4 separate regions of the Gossypium hirsutum genome follow, and all the other regions are linked to region 2. A link is a contact called in public Hi-C data. All regions are on one chromosome and are shown on one strand. The core of a region is the stretch at or near the end of the contact, and the rest is flanking DNA. Distances in the headings are between cores, read along the strand shown.

Evidence for each region. A called contact is a pair of places that touch in the nucleus more often than the background predicts.
Region 1: a contact with region 2 is called in a Hi-C map of leaf, with 2.3 times the contacts expected there. The contact joins the promoter of LOC107913958 here to the promoter of LOC107914001 in region 2. A contact is called at or near these places in 3 of 34 Hi-C or Micro-C datasets (callus, hypocotyl and leaf).
Region 3: a contact with region 2 is called in a Hi-C map of leaf, with 2.7 times the contacts expected there. The contact joins the promoter of LOC107924437 here to the promoter of LOC107914001 in region 2. A contact is called at or near these places in 2 of 34 Hi-C or Micro-C datasets (both in leaf).
Region 4: a Hi-C map of leaf shows a contact between it and region 2, with 6 times the contacts expected there. The contact joins the promoter of LOC107914022 here to the promoter of LOC107914001 in region 2. A contact is called at or near these places in 7 of 34 Hi-C or Micro-C datasets (hypocotyl, leaf and petal).

The regions. Positions count from the first base shown.
Region 1 is chrD08:15,803,142-15,809,607 of Gossypium_hirsutum_v2.1, forward strand. LOC107913958 (protein LURP-one-related 15) reads left to right here and starts at 3,932. Exons shown (of 3, transcript XM_016842662.2): 1 at 3,932-4,430; 2 at 4,515-4,742; 3 at 6,464-6,466. The coding sequence starts at 4,155.
Region 2 is chrD08:15,523,604-15,529,851 of Gossypium_hirsutum_v2.1, forward strand. It overlaps LOC107914001, which reads right to left and starts at 1,709. Exons shown (of 5, transcript XM_016842703.2): 1 at 1,159-1,709; 2 at 689-795; 3 at 86-262. The coding sequence starts at 1,322.
Region 3 is chrD08:16,019,857-16,026,339 of Gossypium_hirsutum_v2.1, forward strand. LOC107924437 (ethanolamine-phosphate cytidylyltransferase) reads left to right here and starts at 3,067. Exons shown (of 10, transcript XM_016854925.2): 1 at 3,067-3,228; 2 at 3,713-4,107; 3 at 4,796-5,031; 4 at 5,147-5,304; 5 at 6,190-6,261. The coding sequence starts at 3,755.
Region 4 is chrD08:15,189,211-15,196,125 of Gossypium_hirsutum_v2.1, forward strand. LOC107914022 (putative cyclin-B3-1) reads right to left here and starts at 4,231. Exons shown (of 23, transcript XM_016842737.2): 1 at 4,069-4,231; 2 at 3,875-3,905; 3 at 3,719-3,770; 4 at 3,555-3,612; 5 at 3,420-3,468; 6 at 3,223-3,316; 7 at 3,103-3,132; 8 at 2,493-2,550; 9 at 1,821-1,875; 10 at 1,649-1,736; 11 at 1,511-1,540; 12 at 1,391-1,415; 13 at 1,168-1,198; 14 at 949-1,042; 1 more. The coding sequence starts at 4,089.

The sequences.
Region 1 (6,466 bases), core at 2,682-5,181, 280 kb after region 2:
ACCACTCTTAACTATAGTTGTCTTGGTGAGTAAAATTCGGGGGGAAATTTGAAAAGATGTACATGCTTCGAAAAAAGATAAAAAAAAGGAAAAAAAATCTGTACTCAAGTATTGGGATGTATTGTTGAGCATAAGTTTCAAATTAAGTTTGGAGGTGTTAAGACCCATTAGTAGGAAGACTGTACCCCAAAAAAATCCAAGACGAAGTTAGGGTTACGATGATTTAGCCTAAAAATCACTTCTCTTTATCCTTACCTTGAGCCTAGCCCCATTACAACCATATAAAAGACGTATTGATTTTGATAATTATATCGACTACATTAGTGGAGAGAAATTACTAAGTGCAACATATGAAGACCAATAATTAAACCTTAAGATTGTTTGGTCTAACTAGATAACGAATATTTGTGGAATGGTAAATTTTATATATGACTTTGGAATGCATGCAAATTATGACTAATGATAGAATTTTATTTTACTTATCATAAGATTTGAAATAATATCTACATGTGAGCAATTTATTAGCAAGAAGAGATTGTGAGCATAAATTTGTTGTTGCATGATTATGTGAAAAGTTGATTCTTTGTAAATATTGTGCAAGATTGCCTTAATTTTTGCTTTGCATGAAACATTACTCAGGACGAGTAATGGATTAAATTTGGGGGTGTGATACGTCTAAATTATATAGTCTTTTTAGCACTTTTTTAGTTATAATCTATGCAAATTTCGAGTATATGGACAACTAAATGAGTCATTTTAGTTCATATTAAGAAATTGGTCATTATTTTAGTAAAGTGTGTAATTTTATGAAATTAAGTATTAATTCTACATAATTTTACTATTTTATGTTACATGTTAATTTTTGCTCAATTTGTTGCAGTTGGACCATTGAGTTGATAAACGTGACAGCCAATAAAAACACACATGGACATGAGTTAAAATCCACTTCATGTAGGCATCAAAAAGAACAAATTTTACTAATAAAATATTGATTAAACCCAGCTAAAAGTTTGTTGCTGAGAAGGGCTAGTCTGCTAGCTAGTTGGGTTGTCAAAACCATTCATTTCTCATCTTTCTCTTTTTCCTTCCACGCCAAAAGCATCTATTTCTCCACTTCCATTTAGCTAGCATTTTTCTTGAGAAAAACTCTCTTGGTCAGCCACCTTGAGGAGTAGTTTGCGAAGGAGCAATCACGAGAATTAGAGGAAGCCACCACGATTAATCTTCGGAGAATCGCTGAAATCATCAAGAGTTTCTTCTTCCTTTTTCTTTATTTTTGTTCTTAGTTATTCAAATATGTTTGCAAATTTTTTAATTGTTTTTCCATTAACGATAATGACTAAATTTTGTTTTAGCTAGAATGATTGCAATAATTTGATAAAATTCATTTGATTCATGTTTATGATGTTCTGTGCCTCAAATTTCCATCATTCCAATTAAAATCATTTATATATTTCATGCATTAAAACATGTTTGAATGCATTAGAATTAGTTGATCAATCCTAATGAAATGACAAGTAATGGACACAATAATTGGAAGGTGCTTGCTTAATTTAGATCATGATCCGATTAAATAAAAGGTTCGTAATAACTCGAGAGAGCTCTATTACCTTGCATAACTTTAGGTTTGTGTGATTAAATTGTTTCAAACCTGATCAGTCCCTATTACCTCACATAAATTATAAGGATTCCTTAGTTAAATATGGACATAGAAATATAGATGTTTTTCTAAGTATAAGACTTCGAAAGAACTTATATTAGATTTCAAGTTAATGAATGATCGAGTTGCCATGAATTTTGTTTCGGAAGATTGTTAAACATGATGAGAATGAGTTGAGTCATTTTGTAATTATTCTAGCTTGTTCATGTTATTGTTATTAAACTTGTGATATTGCTGCTAAATTATCACCTTGTATTTTATTTCATCTTATTTGCATTTAGGTTAAATCGCATTTAGTTAATTAATTTAATTTAACATCTATCACTCTAAATTATTGTGTTTCTTTACCAACTTGTGAATAGTAATTTTACAACTATCGATTTAAATACAGTCTTTATAGAGACGATAACTCTTTTACTTACTTTTTACTTAATAACAATTGTGTACACTTGTACATTTCATCGCGAACCAGTGACATTCTTATAATTATTAGTATGTTTTGGATTATATATTGAATGAATGTATTATATTATTTTATTATTTATATGATAAAGTAAATTTTCCAAAGTTGTAATTCCTAGAAATTAAAGTGGCTGTAATTATTATTTTAATCATTGTTGGGATATGTAATTAGATTGTGGACTATTATTTCCAAGTATGTTTTATTAATTTATTTTTTGAATAAATCATGTGACCCAAAAACAGGGCATAAGTCTTGTATAAAAAATTTTTCCAGTGGAACTCGAAGAACCAAGACCCATCTATGACTAATCGAGACCATGCAAACCTGACCTAGCCAACTGGCAAAAGACTGATGGTGGTTTGGCAACAGAGGCTGCCAGTGGTCGATGAAGTGGCTGAAAATGGTTTGACAGTGGTCAACGATGGCCTACAATGACGGTCGGCGGTGGTTCAGCGGCTACCCGATGACATCAACCATGGCCGTAGTGGAGGTTTGTGATGAAGATAGAAGTTCGACAACAGATCCCTTCAGTGTTTTTTCAAGGTATTTGTGGTTTTAGGGAAATCCTCAAAATTCAAGATGTTTGGATTTCACCCAAAAGACCCAAATATGCTTTGAGGAAATAATTGTAATTTTCCTTATTTTTTATAGGATGAAATCATGAAACTTTGGCTAAATCAGAATACTTAATTTTAAGCTTTTCTGTGATAAAATGATAATATTTAAATTATTTATAAAATATGTTCATGTATATATATGATAAGCATGCTATATAGTTTAGGAAAAAAATATCACATGTAATTAGTTAAAAAATGAAAAAAAATCAAATTTAAGAATTAGTCAAATTGACTTTCATATTGAAAACTCAATTATGTTAAAAAATCAATATATTTTATTTTTTTATTTTCCTATTTTTATTAAAAATTGAATTTTTTTATTATGTTTTGATTCAATTTTATAAATACAATATTTTCTTCTTTTTTTTTAGTTTTTCATATTTTATTTATTTTAAAATTTTTAAAGTTTTTAATAATTATTGTTAATTTAGAATTTTAACTTACGCTTTCTTTTGATAAATTATTGAAAAAATTTTTAATTAAAATTTTAAAGTTTCTAATTTTTTACATAGGTTTGATAATCCAAAATTAAAACAATCTAATAATTTTTTTCTAAAAACAAAAGTGTAGAAAATAATAAGTAAAAGCTTATCAGAGAATATTTTCAATTAATTTAATATTATTTTATTTTCTTATAAAAATTTTACATTTAAATTTTTTTTATTTAGAATAAGTTAAAATGAATAAAAATTAAGGATAAAATATAGAATATATTTTTTTACAATTTAAAATCTATATTTATCAAATAATCTATTTATATTCAAAAATTAACTTTAAGTAATATATCAAAAAAATATAACTTAAATTCAATACTTATTTTTTAACACTTAATCATCTTTTTTACAGTGTTATTTATTATGATAAGAAAGTACTTTTAGTTCAGTTCGGTAGAATGTGGGTATTCAAAACCCAATGTCGTAGGTTCAAATCTTATAAAGGTGATTCTGTTCTTGATAGGTTGAAAATTACACCTAACTAAAAAAAATTGAACAACAATTCAAATATCACCTTTTTTAGATTAAATTTTAAATTAATATTAATTAAAATTATTAAATAAAATGAATTAAAATTAAAAAAAATAAAGGGGCATGTTAATTATTTAAGATAATTAAATGATTAAGTTGAAGCAGTCCAAAAAAAATCTTAAAACTACTCTTAAAGTAGTTCGAATGCATGATCTCCAAGTTGCTGTAAAAGCAATGGTGTAGGTGGCCTTTTTGTTTTTTTTTTTTGGTCCCTTTCTTTTTAAGCATGTGGACACAAGAAGTCATGATCTTGGAATCTTAGTACGTTAGAATTTTCAAGAGGAGACTTGAGTTGACTGAGTTCGTGGGTACAAATTCAAGATCTAAACCAAATACAAAACCAATTGAAGAGTTCATCTTCATTCATCGGTGATTGCAGTGGTAGCTAGATGGAACACGAACAAGCATATCCTCCCCCGGCTGCACCAAGTGCTTACCCACCTTTGGCTACTCCTCTTTCCGTGATTGGGCCTCAATACTGCTATCCTCAACCAGTAGATCTGGCTACCGTCAGAAAGGTTTTGACCATCACTGAGGGCAACTTTGCTGTCACTGACATCAATGGCAACATCATGTTCAAAATCAAAGGCAAATTTTTCAGCATCCATGACCGTCGCCTCTTAACCGATGCTGCCGGAAATCCCGTTTGCACTCTTCGACCCAAGGTTTGGTTTTTGTTGTTCAAGTTTCTCAGACATAGCTTTATTTCAATACTACATATAAATCTAGCTACCTTGATTTGTTAATAGATAATGACTGTCCACGATAGATGGCAAGTATTCAGGGGAGAAAGCACGGAAGAAAAAGATCTGATATTCACAGTGAAGCGATCATCAATGATCCAACTCAAGACCAAATTGCATGTGTTCTTGGCAACCAACCCAAAAGAGGATGTTTGTGATTTCAGAGTGGAAGGAAGCTGGCTGGAAAGATCCTGTATCATTTATTCCGGAGAGTCTAACACTATTTTGGCTCAGGTACGTTAACACCCTCTTCCTACGATTTAATTACACATACTCTAGTATGGCACACCACAAGTGAAATGAATTTATTAAAAATTAAATGCGGTTGAATTGATAAAATGGAGGATTGGGTTATTAAGGTATTTTGGACTCAAACTTTTTCATATGCCTATAATTTTTTAGATTTATTAAAGTGTAAAATAATTTAAATATTATGTAAATAATATTTGTTGTTTTGTAAAATAAATGAATATTTGATAAATTTATTAAAAAGTTAGAGTTTAATTGATGGGTGACATAAATTCAATTAAATGCATTAGAAGAATATACTCGATTTTAGATTATGGGGATCTAAAGTGCATTTTCACCATTGACTTAAAAAGACTTGGTGGCAATTAAGCTACTTAGTGTGTGTTAAATGCCATTAAAAGGTGTAAATGATTGTGTCTAGGTGTCAGAGTGTGTAATAATTAAAAGAATTTTGGTGATAGGTGGCAAATGACAGTGATGATGCCAATAAATCCCACCATAGCATGCTAATTAGGCTGGAGGAGGGGAGTGAGGCTGCCAACATTTTGCTTCGTTTTCGTACAAAGAGAGAAAGGAAAATTCTACCTTCAATAAATAGGACTAAATTGCAATTTAACCCTACCATTGGGTAGGCAAAAGAATTGGTGTTAGTGGTGAGTCTCATTAATCAAATAAGGGTTGATGACACCTTGAAAACTAGGTCTCAAAAGTAAGGGAAATTAAGAGAATAGTGAAGCTAGGTGGCAAAGATTTGGAAGCCAAGCAACCCCACAAATCAAGGCACTCACGGCTGGATGAAGGAGAGATTGATGCTGAAGCAATCAGCTAACGTTTGACAAAAAGAGAAGGTGAAAAACTGAGGAAAAAATTAGAGAAATTGTAGCTATTCATGGAGGAGGAAAAAAGATATATTTTCATCAATTCTAACCTGTGTTGTAATGAATCCACCATACAGTTGAATTAGTATAGTTCATAATTGAAGGAAAGTGTACAAGTGAGGAGATTGGTGGTGGTAAAAGCCAAAAATTCATACCCAAATTATTAAGGAAGATAGTTAATTAAGTCTGAATTGATTAAGTTTTACTTCTAATACTAAATTCTATATTACTTAGGATTGGTGAATAAGTATGATTATGTGTGTAATTGTGTATATGTACATATATTGAGGAAAGGGAATTGTAATGAAATCTAAATGACATTGGGATGTGACAAGAAGAATAAGTGGAAAGTGTTAGAAAATTATGAATTATGTCCATTTACTCTTTACTAATATTACGTTCTTGAAGAACTGGAATTGAATTAATTCTTAATTGTGTTACCTAATCAAAAAGGGAAGAAATTGGCACTTTAAAACATGTGATACTCCAATTGGGTACGTGCTTATTGGATTTTGCTCATCTTAAACTTGTGTAATTATGTTCAAAATATAAATTTTTAAAGGTAAGTTAAAAATGCCAACTTAAATATTAATGACATAAAAATTGATGTTAGAGTTAAGATTTATTAGGAATATAGTTTCATAATTCGGTATAATAGTCTTATATTTTAGATTAATACATTTTATGTAATTTTAGGTTTATACTAGTTTTTCGGTCCGTACGATGTATAGTTGATTGTGTATATTTATCAAAATATGTTAAATTTATTTTTTAAGGTTATTGTATAAAAATGTGGAGTGTGCCTCCCATTTATTGGATGGTTTGTAGGCA
Region 2 (6,248 bases), core at 459-2,958:
CACATTGCTGATTTAATCTTGCAAATTCTAAAATGTGATGGAACAGAAACTAATAAATATGCTGGCAAAGTGCTTAGGAGAAAACCTTGTCTATAACCATACTCTGGATGTCTAAGGCACCACAACAACAATATTCTTCTCAGCATTCCCTGGCATCCAGGAGTCTGGAAGTAGCTTCCATGTTCTGGATATAATCGTGATAAATCGTGGTCAACCATTTTTTCCAGCTCAGCATTCCGAAAGAATCGCCCCCAGGTGCTGTCTGCATCAAGAATTATATATCGTTTCAGTAAAGATCAAGCAACGAAGATTTTTAAAAGAGAGGGGAGTATATTATGTTGTTTGATGAAACAACATAAAGTTTCTCAAAGAAGAATATTCCTAACGTATTGGAGAGTTTAATGGAACATTTTCCATTGACAAAGACGAGTTCCAAATCCTGGCTTCAAAACCAACCAACCAATCAACCAGGATGGGGTCGAAAAGGAGGCAAAGAGATTTGCCTCCTATTTGTGGAACTGAAACGAACATTGGACCCATAAACACTTTCTACATAAGTTCAACGTGAATCAAGATAATATAGCGAGGTAAACATAGCACTACTTATTAAAACAAAAACTGATGAATCAACAATACAAATAGGTAACCAATATAATGAAGAAAAATAATAAGAACCATTGGCAATTACCTGGGTTTTGAGAGAGTGGATTGTCCATGACAAGATCAGGGGATTTACTTCTTCCATCCTTTGGAACATGTGGATCCACTAGCAGCCACCTTCTCAACCCAGCATATCTAAATTACAATAAAACCAGAGATTTGAGGCCATAACTGTTGGTTTTTAACTCCAAGAAAAATGAAAAACGAAAAAAAAAAACAACTCAATTGCAATTTAATGAGCAAAATTTAGAACTACTTTGAACAAGAAAAAGAAGTTATAGGAATAGGAAAAAAGAAAGACAGTTGTCTTCTCTCTTTTTGGGGGGTAAATTTTAACCTAGAATCAGCTCGAGTGTTGTACAAAAAAATCAAAATAGGGGTTAAAAAAAAATTCCGGATTTGAAATTAAATAATAATAATAAATCTGGTAATCTTTACAAGGAAAGAAAACCAAAAATACATCAAATACTAGAATTTTTATCAAGGAAAAAAAATCACCTTCGGCGAGAATCAGCAGTTACCCTGCGAAGATCATCAACTGAAGAAGAAGAAGGCAAAATACTGAGACTAATACGCCATCGGACGCTTCTCAGAGAAGCAAAGCTACCCGAAACAACAGGGGACGACGAAGGCGCTTCTTCCTTTACAATCTCTTTGCTCATGTTCTTTTTCGTAAACAACCCAAAGTTCCCAAACACTTGACTTTATAAATGACTTTTTTTTTCCTTCTAAGAAACGAAACAAAAAAATAATCTAATAAAAAACACAAAAGAGAATAGAGTTACGTTTGGGATTCGATCTAAAATTATTGGCAGAAGCAAGAAAGAGAGAGAAAGGGGAGGAGTTGTTGTGTTTATCTTTTACCAAAATTTCTAGCTTCCATTTTCTTTCTCTCTCTCTCTCTCTCCCTTTTTCTTGATAAATGGTTGAAAAACAAAATACAGAAATTTAATAGGAAATTACAACATCCTTTTTACTTTTCTACTTGTCTGCAAGCACAAAAAACCAAAAGAAAAACCCTCTCATAAAACCATTTTATTTATTTAATTATTTATTTGAATAAAACCATTCTATTTATTAATACTATAAAACTAACAGCAGCCACCATATCTGCATAAGCTATTATGTTGACCTGTCTTTTTCATTTTATATTATCATTTAAGTTAACATATATAAATAATTCATGTTATATAAATTTTAAATATTTATATCTATACTATTTATTTATAAGTTTCGAGTTGGGTACATCACCCATCAATCAAGTTTAGGTGTTTTTAGATAGACGGTACATTTATCTGTGATTAATGTAAAAATAGTAATGGCAGTAATATTAGATGTTGTAGTAATACTATATCGTGAGACAAAAAGAAAGTTAAATATATCACACTAGAATAAAACGCTAATCTAAAGGGATTCGAAGAAAAATTATTTTAATATTTTTTTACTTAAAATAATTTATGTTATTTGAGGATTTTTTAATTTTTTTAATTTTAAAAAAATTAATAAAAATACACATACGAAGGATTTGAATTCAAGTAAGTTGGATTAGCAAAACCTAAAATTTACAACTCAACTAAAATTTTCTTTTAATAATTTCATTCATTTGAATTTTATTATGCATATTTTATTACCTCAATCAATTGTATATATTATATTAATAATATTGTTGATTGAAATGATGTCACAAATTAACTCGACACCAACTTAGAATTGATGACAACACATTGATAAATAATTGTATTCATTTATTAATCTTTATATAATGTATTCATGTGTTTAAATAAATTTTATTTTACTTACAATTTAATTTAATTTTTTATTTTAATATTGTATATATTTCATGTGTTATTCTTAATTAGTCTCAAATCATACATTTTATTGTTTATTGTATGGTATTTTTAAACACATGTATGCATTCTAAATACGTGGTTTTCACATGTATATGTACAAGGATGGATCTTGGGGGCAGTCGCCCCCTTGGAATTTTCATATTTTTTAATTTTACATATAAATTATCATGTATTTTAATTTGATACCACATTGTATAACATTTGCCCCCTAAAACCATAAGGTTATATTTTATATTAACAAAGTATTTTTTCAGTTTTTAATTATATAACTTTAATAATAATAATTAAATATTAATGTATGATGGGCCTTAAAAGACTAAATTTAGAAGCTCAATATGGGCTTTAAAGTCAAATTACAGAATTAATTGATTTGGCCCATACCCATACAAATTAGGTTAATGACTTTTTTGCATTTCGATTTGTATGTCTTGCTAAGAAATTATCTTCCTCTGGTAAGGTGTCGACACTGTCAAGAGAAAAAGAAAAGAGTTTGATGTCGAGACTGAGAGCACAAAGTAAAAAATATATACAAATTATCTTCCTCTCGGCTCCTTACACAAAAGAACTCTTATTAGGAAATGTGTTCATAATGTAGTAAACATGTAATTGTTTTCTATGTATTTGAACGATGAATAAATAAATTTCACATTTCACTGTTTTGTATTTGGTATTTCTTTCTTTCATATTTTGTATGCATAGCGAAATTGTAACAATAAAATATTAGTTCATTGATTGTCTAAAATTAAACTGATGATAAGTGACATTGTAAGAATGTTTACATTACGAGAAAGACAACTTACTTCGATAGATAATCTAAACGAGTTTGTAATTCAGTAAAAGAATCAAAGTGAGCATTTGATTCAAATATTGAGAAGGATTATTATGTCATCTACAATTTCAATTGAGGAGATGGCTAGTCTTAGCTATCAGAGCAGTTGATTCCACGGGTGGAGACATAAATGTATTCATTGGTAGAATGATACATTAGACTGGATCCAGGATGAATTAAATTTTAATCCGTTTGTGAATTAATTCACTTGTGACATTCATGGTGTGATTTACCTAAATCCTGAGTTAGCCACCGACCATACGTATGTAACTCATGTGCTTTGATATAAGTGGAGGATTATGTTCTAAAGATGATCGAGCCGATAGCTGATATGTTGGGTGTATGACTTGTGTATAGCACGGCTTTACTAGCAACGGTGGAATTCATAACTCAATTAAAGAGTTAACAATATCCTCTCATTGGCATTGTATGGATTGATAAATATGAAACATGACCATGGGTTGCTTGTTCTCGAATGAGCAATTTATCACAGTCATTTGTTGACAGTGATTATATTAATCATTAAGAAGACACAATTGTGACAATGAGATAAAATAGGATTGTATTGAGTGAACGAATTTAACTCAAAGGAATCAAGAATATCATATGAGGGTAACACATACATGACAAGGTCATTAGACAAAGTAGTTGGATGAATTGCTTTCATAAAGAGTATACAATAAGGAGTTTTCAATTATAGTACTTCTTGTGGCCTGACTCCATGATTAAGTAATGCGAATTATTTGAATGATGCTTCAAGACATAATTGCAATTACTAGAGCCTAATTGTATATGTCCTATTAGTCCCTCCACTAGCTTAACAAAAGCTCGATCGGACTGCATTTGAATTAGAAGAAAATTCTACGACTTTGGAAATAATTTAATTGAGTCGTTTTATTCGATGTAGAATTAAATTGGGCGATCGTAATAATTGTTCAACTAGACAATTTTCTTGAAAAATTAATTTGGAAAATCTAAGTGATTTTTGAGAAAATTGATTTTAATCACATAAAATTACATTAATCAAATTAATTAAAATTAATATGATATTTTTGAAAATTAATTTTCAAGTCTAACAATTTGCCCAATGGGTAATTGAACTTAAAAATTAGACCTGGGATCGTAAATTTGGCTCGGGAGCCCAAAATCAAGACCAAGACCCAAAAACTGGTTGAACCGGGCCTGGTATGTGAAACCAGGCTAACAGTCCAATCAACGACTAGACTTTAATTTTAGATTAACTATTTCAAAAATAATATTATTTTAATAGATTTAATATTAAATTAAATTTAATACTTATCTTAATAGTATTTTATTAATTTAATATTAAAGTGATTATCTTAATATTAAATTTAATTTAGTGCTTATCTTGTAAATAAATATTCTATTAATTTAATATTAAAGTGATTAAGTTTAATCATAGTTGAACTCTCTAAACTCTCCCTATATAAAGAGAGTTTTGGGTCATTATTTACACACACTTGATTTCAAGAGAAAGTTGTAGAAAGAAAATTCTCTGAAGAAATTATTTCAAAAAATTTATAGAAATATTATCTTATTTACAACTTATCCCAAAAGTTTAGATAAATTGTGAAATCACCCCATTAGTAATTTTTATGAAAAATTTTCAGATTCGAAGCGAACACACACTCGGCAAATGTGAGCTTGAGGATAGTGGAGAATAGTACTCGGTCGAAGCGTCCATCCTAGACAAATAAAAGAGGTACAATTTTGGTTAAGTGTTTATTATTTTAGATATCACAACCAAGTTCTTGTTTCGGAAAATTTTTTAAAACTCTTGTTTTTCCCTAAATTTATTTTTCGCTGCGTTTTCCAAACCCGATTTCCAACACCTCTCGGTAAATATTTTCAAATAAATTATGTTCTTTATTTAATTGACTTATTATGTTTTTTTTCCTAATATTATGTTGTTTAATATATTATTACAATCTTCAGGGTTTTTTTTAAATTATGGTCAACAAAAAAATTGAATCTTTTTTCAAGAAAAGGGTGTCAGAAAGCAATAATGATCAATCGGTTCCTCAACCTTTTTTTTTTTTGCATATTGAAAAGAAATATTTAATCTTATATAGTGTGATTTTTTTCTTTTAATTTTTTTACAATTAAATTGTTCATGTTTTAAAAAAAATTAAATTGATTTGTTTGATAAGAAAAAAAAAGTATCAAATAAGAATTGACACTTTTTTACATTAAAAAAAAAGGTCGTTCGAATTTAAAAGTTTTGCCCCTCTTAGAGTAAAATCCTAGATCCATCCTTGCATATGTATGTGATAGAGTTTCTAGTTTCTGTAATAATTATATTATTTTATTATATTTTAATTATTTTTAGTATCTATACTCAAGTGTGACAAACAATTAATTTACTCTTGTTGCCAAAGCATAAATTAATTCTTATGCGATTTTTTAATAAATATATTTGTTACATAATTTTTTTCACTCATATTATAAGTTTGCCATAAATTTAGTTTTATATAATACTGTGAGATAATATATTAGACTTTACCTTCTTAGTTTTAAGTTTATTCGATGTTGTTCTAGTTTTTGCTTATATTATTATTGTTACATTAATTTGAAGGATGTGAATTTTAATGTGCTTAAGTGCATGTATCCTCCACTTTCAAGATTGAATAATAATAAAAGAGACTGTTCTAATTTTTGGATGGAATTTTGTAACGCCCTCAATCCGACCCGATTCATCAGGTTCAGATCTTGGGTGTTACTTCACATAACACTTAACGAAATTTGAAACAGTAGACAAACACTCTTTACTTAAAACTTTTTCTTATAATTTCTTTTAAATACTTAATTTCAAAGAAAAAAAAAGAAAGTATTTAGAATTTGATTTATTACATCACACTTAATACAACACATTACAACATATAAATTTA
Region 3 (6,483 bases), core at 1,817-4,316, 500 kb after region 2:
CTATATACAAGGCATTATTAGTACGACATTCCCATAATTGGTTCTAGCTGGGTTACAACCATATTCCCTACCAGCTTTCTTGCTTGTCGTTTTGGTAGACATTTCACATTTCTAATATTTTTGCATTATTTGACTGATTCCTCAATCCCGCTAGCTAGCTATCGCTTGTTAACACTTGCAATTTCCTCGCTTGTGTGATTTTTCCATAATCACCGTCCTAGCGGACTACCCCATTTTTATTGTCCCGACAGACTATCCCATGTTCACTGTCCTGGTGGACTACCCCGTGTTTATTGCTCCGGTGGACTATCACATGTTTAATGTCCTGACAGACTCTATTGGTTGCCATAGTCAAGTTATGGTCTTACACCTGTAATCCTCATGTTTAATGTCCTAGCAAACTATCCCATGTTTACTGTCCTGGCGAACTCTATTGGTTGCCATAGTCGAGCTATGATTTTACACCTTAACCTTTTTAAGGTGTCGCCCCAAAGGACTTAATAATTGTTTCTACGGTGTCGTCCTAAAGGACCTTACTATCGTTGCGATATTTCTCTGTAGAGTCAACAGGCAATCATCATGGTATCGCTCTAGTGAGCTAGTCAATATCATTCTATCTCACATTTAACCTTGATGCTCGAATACCATAGTGTCCCTTCCGCAATACCCAGAGCTTTGTACATCACGGTTTACAACCTGTAACATCGAATTGCGGAATCTACCAAAAATTTCATTTCCCTGTCCATCCTCCTATTTCTTCATACGCCAAATCCTGCTCCATCTATCCCGCCATTAATTTCCCTCCATACTTCACAATTCATAAACAAGCAGACACATGCGTATCATCACATAAACAAAATAACGCGGTATACACTAGGTTTATATGTAGTACCACAACCATTTCATGCATACCAACACACTTGCGGACATTCATATACCTAGTCATCCTTATGTATACATATAATTCTCAAATAGCAAAGATCATATCAATCATATAACATTCAAAGCACATCCATGTATGGAGTATATAAACTCACCTAATGCTTATTTGCTTCATCAGCTTAGCTTTTCCGAATGCCGGAGCTCCCATTCTCCTAGCAGCTAAGCATAATAATCAAAGCCATAAATTAAACTTAACATTCCCACTTAAAAACTCAGTTTTCAAAAACATGCAAAACCCCTCAAAGGTTCAAGGAATTCTTAACTTCATTTCTCAATTTTACGAACACTAAAGGACTTAGGACTTTACCAGTTCACTAGATTTTTTACTTTTTCGACTAAAACCTCATGATCACCGCTCCATGCAGAGCTTCTCGGAATTATCACTTCTTTGGAGCAACCAAAGAAAAAGATGAAAAAGAGAATAAAATTAAACAAAATTGAGAAGATTTCACCCTGAGAATTCATTTCTCAACTATTTATAGCCTTTTACACACGATTATCAACCCTATAAAAATTACCCATCGATAACCATTTTGTCTCCCACTAAGAAACTAGTTGGTCTTAATCCAATTGAACCAGAATTGGGAATCAACTATGTCCAAATCAACCACTAAATTTTTCTTGATTTTTTAGTAAAACCTGTCAACTTACGAATTCTTTCAATTTAACCCCCAATTATTCCTAAATTTCAGACTTAAGGAAATATCAAGTGTAACAGTAAGTGTTAACTATTAAAGTGTTATCTGGTCAATATAGAATTTATGACACTTCTATTTCTCTAAAGAGATAAAATGAGTTTTTGAAATTTATTATTACCATATAGATACAATTAATAGATAAATGAAAATTTTGAAAAATCTAATCTAATAAATAATGAACAATTAAATAAAAAAGAAAAAAAAATATAGAAATTACATTAAAAAAAAGAGAAATCCGCACTTGTCATCATTACATGATTTTGGTCCTTATTATATTAAATATACTGGTTTTCTCACCAGTACAATGCACATTAGGGACGGAGCTAGGAGGTTGACAAAGGCACTACCCCTAAAATGTAAAATTGCAATATTGACTCTTTAAGTTTTACAAGATTTTAATTGAGTAAACAGTAAAATTATAATTTGACCCCTAAAATAATAAAATTATAATTTAATTATTTAAAAATTATAAAGATATAAGTTATTACAATTGTGAAATTGCATTTTGACTCTCATAAAATATACAAATTAATTCTATCTTCTTAAAAAAATTTCTAACTTCACTCCTAACGCATGTGATAAAAAAATTGCACAGTATAATATATGCCCAAAACATAGAAAAGATAAAATATGTGATGATATTTTGATATTAAAAACGGTTTCGAAGTCATATATATTACCAACATTTACATACTATTAATTAAATTTTTTAATGAAGCAATATATGAAAGAATTAATAACTAAATATAAAAAATTTGGTTTAGAAATTAATATAAAGTTGTAATAAAAAATATTAAAATATGTGCAAATAATTTGGATGGAGTACATCAAATCATATATATAATATAATTTAACAACAGTGTTTATTTATAACACAATTACATAAATATATTAGTTTAATGTTGTTTTAAAATAAAAAATAATATTATATATTAAAAGTAGATTTAACAATCATGAGTATATTTATACTTAAAAGTATTTTATAAATATAGAAGCATTTTAATTAATTAAATATATAAATCTTAAAAATATTTATTTATCAAGGGAAATGTATTATTTTGTTCTTAGAGAAATATTAAATAAAAATAATGTATAATGTAAATTAAAATAGTGAATTATTATTTTTAAATAAAACTTTTAAAAAAGGTAATTCAAGAAAGCAAGTATACCATTTTTAAATAAAAAATTTCCTATAAAAAATATATAAAAGATACATGATATGGTGTAATATATATATAATATGATTCTAAATATTTTAATTATGCCAACAAAGACTTGTATTTTTTTTTAAAAGAAAAGTTTATTTTGTTGTATATATACATGTGATATTGATGTATGGAAATTAAACCCGACCCGACTGCTTTGGGAAAGAAAACAAACAATTGGAAGGATATTTGTGAGAAAACGATATTGTTTGCAACTTGTTTAATTTAATTAGACGAAATGCAATACATACTGGGCCAGCTGCCACTCACAAATCCCGTGTGAGAGAAACGAGAGAAGGAAAAACAAAAAAAAAAAAGAAAAAGAAAAAAAGAAAAGGAGGAGACACGAACCCAGAATTAAAGAAAAACTACAGCAAAGAAAGGTAAAGATTCGATCTACCATCTTCACATATTCCAATTCTCACGCTTTTCCGTTTCCTTTCGTTAGAATTTGCAGTCCTCAAACTTAATTAGATTTGCCCATTTTTAACTAAAATTCATATGATCTGGCTTCTTGATTTTGCGTAAGATTCAGATTTAACACTTTCTTAACAAATCCAGTTTTAATTAAGCTTTTTCATACTTCTGAATTTCATTTTTGCATGTATTTATATACAACCCATAACACATTTATTAATTTGTATGTTTTACAAGTTTCAGATTCTCTTTCAATCGTTGCCAATAAAGGCCCTCCTTTCTGCCCAAATTAGAAAAGTGAAATTATATTAATTGCCTTTTATTTATACATAAACTTTCGTGTAAAGTTAGCCTGAAAGGTCTCTGAAATTTTCCTTTATTGCAAATCTTACATTCTTCTTCTTATCATTATTAATAAAATTATTATTATTTGGTATTGCCATGTTTTAGGTTCTGTGTCTCCTGTTATTGCGGTTCGAAGAGAGGATAGCAATGGAATACGAGAGTAACAATTGGATTTGGGACGGGGTGTATTACTGCCCACGTCTCTTTGGTGGCCTAATGCTAACGGCTGCCTTGCTTGGTTTGTCTACCACTTATTTCGGTGGAATTGGACTGTTCCCATTGTCATATGTTTGGTCAGATTCAGGGATCTTCCACAAGAAGAAGTGTGAGAAGAAGCGCATTCGAGTTTACATGGATGGGTGCTTTGATCTCATGCATTATGGCCATGCCAATGCGTTGAGGCAAGCTAAGGCTTTGGGAGATGAATTGGTGGTTGGGGTTGTAAGTGATGAGGAGATTATTGCCAATAAAGGTCCTCCTGTTCTGCCTATGGAAGAGAGGTACTAATGTGACTCTGTTTTTCGTTCGATATTTTATTTCATTATCTGTAGTTCATTTTTGCCTTATCCTTGTGTTTTGCACATATAAACACTGCTCTGTTTTGAATCTTCATTAACTCTAATCACATGGAAAGCATTCACAATGCCTTGGCTTATTAATGAAGGTTTTGAAAACTAGCACAGCTCAAAATACTGTGATATCCTCATATGTGAAAAAATAAATTTGTTGAAAGAAAACAGTGAGGAAAAAGATTATATATGTACGTGTGTGCGTGCGTGTGTGCATGCATGCATGCAAGTCTATATATATCCAACTCTGAAGTATGAGAATCAAGAAGCCTAATAAATTGTAACAGATTAGCTGTTTTACAATGGAACCTTCACATGCATGTAAAATCAGTTAATGAACAACATGAATTGCAGAGGCTAGTTATCTGGTGCAACAATTTCTTTTTCAAGAGCATGTAGGCAAGAAGGCTGTATACCTTAGGTATTATCTTTGCTTCTAACTTATTAAGCTGTATTGAAATTAATATCTCCTATGCAATAAAGTTCTCAACTTTCAACTTGATTAATCTGCATGCCAGTCTTTCCCTTGATGGTTTGTTTGTCAACTCGCTACTGTTGGTAAGATTTTTGTAATTACTGTATTGTGTGGTTCCATGGATCTCATTGAAGTTCTCTCCAGGCTGGCACTTGTTAGTGGATTAAAGTGGGTGGATCAAGTAATAGCAAATGCCCCCTATGCAATTACTGAGCAATTCATGAACAGTCTGTTCAATGAGCATAAGATTGACTATATAATACACGGTGATGATCCTTGCCTTCTCCCTGATGGATCTGATGCTTATGCCTTGGCAAAGAAAGCCGGCCGCTACAAGCAGATTAAACGCACTGAAGGTGTCTCCAGCACGGATATTGTTGGTAATAAAAATTTTCTTGAGATGTGTTCAAGATTCCTTTGGTTAAATCCTTTTCATCTACTAGCTTCTGTAAATTTCAGTAATTTCTAATTATTTCACTAATTATACATATGTAGGAAGAATACTTTGTTCTGTAAAGGATACTGAAGGGGGTGGAGATCATACTAGCACACTTTTGAATGGAGATTCAGGTGAAAGATGTCATTCACAAAGGGCTCAGATTTCCCAATTTCTACCAACATCTCAGCGGATTGTGCAATTTTCAAATGGCAAGGTACTATTTAGTTTCACACTAGCCAGCCTAAGAGAAACTAAGCTTCATATTAAGGATCCTTCAGAACTTTCTTTGAGATTAGCTCATTGATATAATTACTTAAGAAATTATAATTTTAGGCAGCATGAACATGGAATAAAGAGTGCACTCTTTAAAATCTGTTTGCAAGAAAGAGTTATAGCCTCAAAAACTCCAAAGTGCTTGGCGAGCCTATTACTAAAAATTATACTAAAGTTATATTACGTTTGTCAAGTTCAGTTGGTAAAGGCATACAAAGTGCTAATTCTCTCTCCTTTGGCAGTTGACAATAACAAGAAAAAGATGATTTTATATCATCTTTCTTCAAATTAGGCTGGTTGAGCTACTCATTTACCATAGCTATTGTCTTGTTATGACCAAACTGGCCGACTGCCCTTCTGGCTTATAATCCCTTTGCAATGTTTTATTAAAGATGTGTTCTGTAGCATCATGAACGTAAAGGTCTGGATAAAATGCTTATGTAAATCTTTTGCTTGAAAGATAATTTTTAGGAAACTGATTAAAGCAATTTATTGGACGGACTTTAAAGTATAATATGGATCAATGGTTTGGTGCATTCTTCACTTCGTTTTTCATTCTCTTTTTTTATCTCACTAGTAGTAATATTGTTTCAAAATGGCCTAAAATTCTGTCATAAGTCAATTCCCTAGCACAAGGGATGCTTGCAACCATTTCTTGTAAAAGTTTAAGCGCTATTTTCTTCTTTATCAGACGTGGGGGAGAGTGTGGGGGTATGGATGGATGTGGTGCCAATTTAGTTCTTTTGCTTTCTTTCTCCTTTTAACTGTATGTTTATGAGAATGCATGGCTCTCTTTGCATGCCAATCTCATTCAGTTTTTCTTCAGGGACCTGGACCAAATGCTCGCGTTGTATACATTGATGGGGCTTTCGATCTCTTTCATGCAGGGCATGTGGAGGTATTTCATCCCTTTGATACTTTTCTCTCATCTGATTTTTCTTTTTTTTTTTATGTTATTATGATTCCATAAATTTGGTGATTGCTCTCAATCAGATCCACATGTTATTCCAGTGTTGTTGTAAGATAAGCATTCTACTGTCTCATTGTAGCCTCTTTTAATACACATTTTGGTGCAAAATTTAAGCATAGCTTACTTTTATCTGGCTTGGCTACCATTGTC
Region 4 (6,915 bases), core at 2,981-5,480, 330 kb before region 2:
ATGTTATATACCTTGAAAGATCTTGGCAATATACGAGCAGCTGAATTAGATCCACTTTTAGTAGCCCTAGTTCCAAATTTTAAGCAAATAATCAGAATACTCATTGCAATGAAGTTTGCTTATTATCAGAAAGAACAAGCTATATAAACCCACAAAACTTCAATATGGATCTATAATATATGCCAGTAAACTTTCAAGCAGATCCATCATCTATCTTTTTGTTTTATAAAAAATATCCCTCATGGTGCCCAGCAAAACAAAGAAGCGGTTAGTTGCCAGTTTAATTAAAAGTGAATAAATTCCCATTCAGTATGAGCATGTAGAAAAAGAAAATACTGACGTAGAGGTGGGCATTGCAGATAAATTCTAAAATGCTAAAAGACTTCCTAGAATTAATTCACATGCTTTGTAAAAGATAGACACCAAAGGAAAACTGATTCAGGAGATAAATCAGTGAATCAATATGACAAAGGTAAAGACTGTTGATTATCCTCAGCATCAAGCACAATCATTCAATGAAATACAACTCTGTAACTTTCAGCCTTGCAAGACCAATCACCATTAACATTGACACAGATAAGCTAGAATTCAACAAGGCATTTTTCAATAAATTGCAAACTTTACAGTGGCTCGTCTATAATTTGAAATTTTAATAGACCTCAAATTCTTGGTGGCAAATCTATACTTCAATGTAGGAGACTGAAAAAGCATTTCGCTTCTATCCCTGATTAAGACCTTACTACAATGTTTAGAAAAAGGGCTGGATAACCAGTTAGACCTCCAGTTCTGGACCAGCCAGTTCATCAAAAAATAATTTATCTCATTAAAATTTTTGCTTGAATTGACTGGTAGTGTAAATGGGTAATTCATTATGTTATTTATTCCAACAAAAATAATCTGAGTTCAGCAGGGTAAAGAACCAGAATGAAATTAGAGACTCGTGCTTACATCATTACAAAGCTATCACTCCCTCTATTCCTTGAAATATGGTTCTTTCCATAGCTTGCTTGATGTGAAGCACTCTCACAGACTTTAGACTTACCTGAAACCCCCAAAATGGGGACAAAAAAAGGGGGAGAATAGACAGGAGAAAAATGCCATCTTAGTGAAAGCAAGTCTGGGCACTGCACTTTTGGAGATTTAAGGAAAATATATCATGCATCTTACTTGTAATCCTACTAGCTTCTGTAGCTTTGTCCTACATGGAAAAGGGGAAATATATAGGCAATAAATAAATAAAAGATAAAAAGGCAGATGCAACAAGATCAGCAAGATAATATCATGAGAAAAGGGAATAACACTATCTTCATTTTCATTTCTTTTTTTTTTCGTTAGAAGAAAATGAAATAAATATGTTCAATATTGTGTAACTTGGAAGGGCTTGGTTCACCTTTTTCAACACCGGTAAAGACTTCCTTCAAGATGGAAAGGAAATAAAAGCATGCATCAGTGGGAGATATTATCAACATTCTTTTAATCAATTATTCCAGTGACGCTTAAATTCACAAACCTTGAGGGTGGAAGTGGATTCTTGGTTGTCCTGAATTGAAGTGAGAAAAACTTGATCAGATAATTTCAAAACAGCAGTCATACTAGCAGGTTTTATCCTGCACCCCAAACAGAAATTGAACTCAATTTAACATTGTACCTGCTGGTGGTAAGAACAGATTTACGATCTGAATTCTTGGTTGTAACACTTTGGACACTCAAGGAAGTCTTCACATCTTTATTACTTTCTGTTCTCAGAAAGCAAAACTTGCTTATATGTTGTTTTACTAGTGAACGTTACCAAAACAACTTTATAAATAATAGCAGGCTACCTTTCTTTGAAGTATGAACAACAGCACCTTGATTTAGATGGTCCCTCTCTTTTCCCTATTTTAAAAAATATTGTGAAATAGATTAAGTCCTTCGTAACTCCATGATAAGACAAACAAAAGGTGATGACATCAAGAGAGCTACAAAGGAGGCTTATTGCAAACCTAATAATACTTCAAAATGCTGTGTCTTGATTATAGTGGAAAATCAAATGAATATATCAAAACTACATAATGAATTTTCTTTCAGTAATTGTGGTCTGGATTATCAAGTGAAATTAAGATGCCATAAATATGGATAAAACACTCAAATTTAGCAGTTTGAAAGTCCTAAACTTCAGCCAAGAACTTACTAAAGTTTAAACTCAACACTACAATAAATGTTACATCATACCACTTTTCATTGGTTATTCCCAATCAACAATTTCTAATGATTGATTGTTCATGACAATCAGAGTATCACTTCTACCTTACTACTTTGGTGATATAACATAAATATGATATCAACAGTACACATGCCATTAGGACTAGCATTTAGGATAGTTCCAGAACTGATTTACCAAGATCTTAGTTATTAGTTTTCACACTTTAAATAACTTCGTGTATGTTTGAGGGGCTGTAGGGGCAGGGGAAAAAGTAGAAAAGAGCTTTGAACTTTTAATCTAGTACTTGTACCTTGAAAGATCTCCTGGATGAGACATTAGCAGTTTTTGCAGCCGAAGCCACTGAAACCCTGCAAATAAATTACTTCACATATTTGAACTATAGTCTAATAAACAATAAACGAATTAACATACAAATATCCATCTGGGGCTATCATCTTCTTCGGTAGAATTTTGTAAAATTTGGCCCCATATTCATTTTGGATAAATGGAACATTTTCTTCATTCAATAATAAAGCAGAGACAGACAGGGACTGTCAGGGAGGGGAAGCAAATGCATGTCATTAAAATGTTACTGATAAAATAGGTCATAGACAGAAACAGAATCAAACACAAAGCGGCAACTAGGCACAAAAAGTACACTAGTTCAAAGTTGAAACATGTCTAGACCATAAATTAGAAATTTTTCTTTAAAAAAAAAGGATAAAGAAGAAAGACAAAGAAGAAGAAAGATTGACACTGAACAAAATTTCCATAAATTTATTCATAATTCCCCCCCCCCAAAAAAAAAAACAAAAAAACCAATGGGCGAAATTGATAAGGGTCTATTGTGTCCTCAAATCTTGGCGATGCATCATATCCACAGCCAAAGAAGACACAATGACAACAATTAGATTTCATACCGTTCCAACAAGGCAGTTCTCTCATTCTTCCTGCGTTACAAAAAGGGCAGCAATGACAACTAGGTAAGCCAATTCCAGAAAGAGCTAACAATTCAAAAGCATTATAACTGTGGCACTCACATTGATTTAGAGCCATCATAAACTTTCGTGGAAGAAACAAAAGAAGTAAGGTTGCTAAGATCTGACAGTGCCTTTCTTTGAACTATTTTATTTTCTGAAAAGTGAGCATATAAAGAACTGTAAAAAAAAAGTTCTCAATGGCATAGAATGGAGATACTCATTATGACAAATTTGTTGCAGATGCAGATGAAGCTTACCAGAACTATCGCGCTTGCCTTTAATCTTGGTCATGTTCTTCAGAGACCCCTTTAAATTACATTTGGAAGTTAAACATGAATATAAATAAATAAAAAATGCTTTATTATGAGAATCAATAAAAAAAAGGTAATAACCTTTGAATCGATTGCAGTAGTTAAAACGGCTGCTTTGCTACCTACTCCTGGTTTCGTCCTAGAAAAGAAAATGTAAAAGAAAACCAGTTCGTCAAACAATCAAATTATTCTTCATTTAAAAAAAAATTCAGACGATGCTCTAATCGAAGGAAGGGCAAACTTACATGGTAGATGCTTCATTTTTGGGATTTTCATTTTGGAAATAAATTTTCAAACCTTTTACACAAAGAAGAAAAGAATATAATGAATCTAAAAGAATATATATATATATACATATATAATTACTGAATATAGAAAATAGGAATAGATAGAATTACAACGACTGGAGTTAAGTTGATCTCCTGTTTTCCCCTGGAAAAAATGAGAGAATATACTGATAAATAAATAAAAACTGAAACCCTAACTCAAATTTAAAGGGGAAAAAATAATTATTAAAAAGATAATGAGAAACAGCACAATTTTCGTTATAAATTAAGAAGCATTATTCTTAATGATAAAGAAGGGGGGAAAATACCTTGAGCTTGAGAGATGCCATTTTGATGGATCTTTCTTGACTAGTTTTTCGTCTGAGAGGAAGAAAGAAAAGTTAACCGTTTGCTTATGTTGAATTGAAAAGTGGTGTATCCCGCCTCCCTCTCCTCTCTTTTGCCTTTCAAATTGTTTCAAAATTTGAGATCATTTAGGCCCATGTGATGTGATTCTGTTTATACAAGATCTGGCGGGCTGGGCTCAAGTTCAAATGAGGATATTTTTAATGCTTCCGGGCCTAGCTTTTTATTCTGGATAAATGATACTCATAATTACTTAATTATCAAAAGTTTCAATTTGGTTGCTTAATTATTCAAATTTAGTTATTTAAGTTACCTTTTGTTAACTTGTTAAAAGACATCAACCTGAGTCATTAAGCCACTATTCCTCAAATATATTTAGGTAAACTACACCCTTAATCACACAATTATTAGTAAGTTTTTGTTTTGGTCACTTAACTATAACTAAAATACCAAATTGGTACTTTTAGAAAATTTTTTAATGATAAATGCAAAAAAAAATCTAAATAGAGTTTAAAATTCATAATTTATTTTTTAAAATTATAAAATTTTTAATTTCAATTATGCAAAAAATATTAAAAATTCTAAAAAATTTTCTTAAAATCTCATTATTCAGTTGTAGGACTTTTCCGTTATATGATTATTATTATTATTTTTTGTTTTCTCTTTATGATGAATAAAGTAAATTTTAATTTTTCTTTTTTCTACTTGTGTTTTTATTTATAATCTTCATTTCGAAAGTAAAAGATAATCAATAGCGTAATTTTTGTTTTTCGCTTGATGGATATCATCATTGTAGCTTTCCATCATATTATTATTACTATTATGCTAAGAACATTTAATAACTCACCTAGATTGAGAAGAATGCCTTTGTAGAAGGGAAAATGACATGAATAACGCTTGTATTTTAGGGTTTGTTCTAATGTAGTATCTATGTTTTTAAAATGTCCACTTTTGGCACTTAAAGTTGTATTTCACTTATTAATTTATATCTAATCATTCGTAGCGTATTGACCGATGATATGATGAGATGTGACGCTTTAGTAAGAGAGTTAAAAGACCTTAAAATCATTATTTCAAATCTTTTTATACCAAAAATAAATAAATAAACATATATAAAATCATTAAATAAGAAAATTATAAAAAAATTCATTATTTTACTTTCATAAAAAAAATTAATAACACATTAATCAATGAACGTGGAATATTGAATTTTTTTTTTTAGAAATGTGGGATATTGATCTTAAATTTATATTTGAACAATAGAGATGGATGGAAGAAAGAATTGCATCATTAATCATCAATTTTAAGGATTTTGCATTTATACCTAAAAGTAATTAAAAGCACTAGTTGCTATACACTTCCATCGTGTCCGGTGGTTTTTTTCCACCCGTCGACAACACCAAAGTGCTCCCCTCCTCCTCTTCCTCCTCTCTTTTCTTGTTGGAGTAGATCGCCATGAATTTCTCAGAATCAACACGAAACTTCAAACTAAAGTGCGAGAGGAAAACAAATCCAATTTGTCGAACCACTATTAGATCAAACCAAAACTTCAACTGTGACATGTATTCTAGCTCACGAACTATTGGATTGTGTAGATCATTGAATATCTTTCTATAAGTCTCCTAAGTTCCAAACAAAGATTTTTGGACCAAAAGTATGAAAAATAAAGGTGACTTCCCACATCTTGGGATGTCACTCATCCTATACAATCCATCTTTTCTATAACAACCACTCTTTATAACAAAATTTTACTGTAACAAAATATTAAAAATAAAGGTGACTTCCCATTTCTCAGAATGTCGATTGTTCTAGTACAATCAACATTTCCTATAACAACATTTCATTATAACAAAATATGAAAAATATTCCCATTTCCTAGGAGGTCATTCATCCTGGCACAATAAGTCGTTATTATAAAAACCAACCTCTATAACAACATTTTACTATATCATTCAAATTTATTGTAGAACCAATTTTTTATATTTTAGTTTTACCCTCTATAAAAGTTTTTCACTTATAACAACATTTATAAACTTTAAAACACACTTTTTACTAAATTAGTTCTCTATAACAACATACTCTTTCAAATTTTAGTAAAATTAATTCTATTCCTTTATGAAATAAAAATAATAAGTTGTAATTAAGATATTAAATCAATAAAATATTTAAGTTTTACCTAAAATAACTATTAACCATATTTTATTAATGAAAATAGCTTTTAATAAATGGAAATACATTGATAAGTTTATTAAAGATGTGATGTAAATCTCACAAATTCATATTATTATTAACTAGATTATGGCATATCAACGATGTGAGTAAAAAATTTATGTAACAAATATATTTATAAAAAATGATTTAAAAATCAAATGAAGCTTTAGTTGAAATAGTAAAGACATTGAAAATTATGATGTTTGAGGTTTGAATCCTATCAAGTGCATTTTCCAAGATTTCATTGTTGGAAAAATCCAGTTAAAAATGATTTTTAGTTACAGCGGAAGTTTAAGTGAAAATCGAGTCGGTTTGTGAAGCAATAAACCTTCTCTTGAAAAATACATGTGTTTTGTGCGAGACGAATCCGAAACATTTTTGGCTTTCAACTAAATGACCTTCTTCGCTATTCTCGTACCCCGAATTGCATCGAGTGTGGGCTCGAAGAACAAGAACCAAACACATAACAAATAATGATTTATTACTTTCAATACAAAAGTAATTCTCTCAATAGAAACCGATAGAAATTATCATTCCTAGGAAATAATTTTCATTATTTTCTGGCATAATAACAATATATGAACCGCTTACATGTAAAA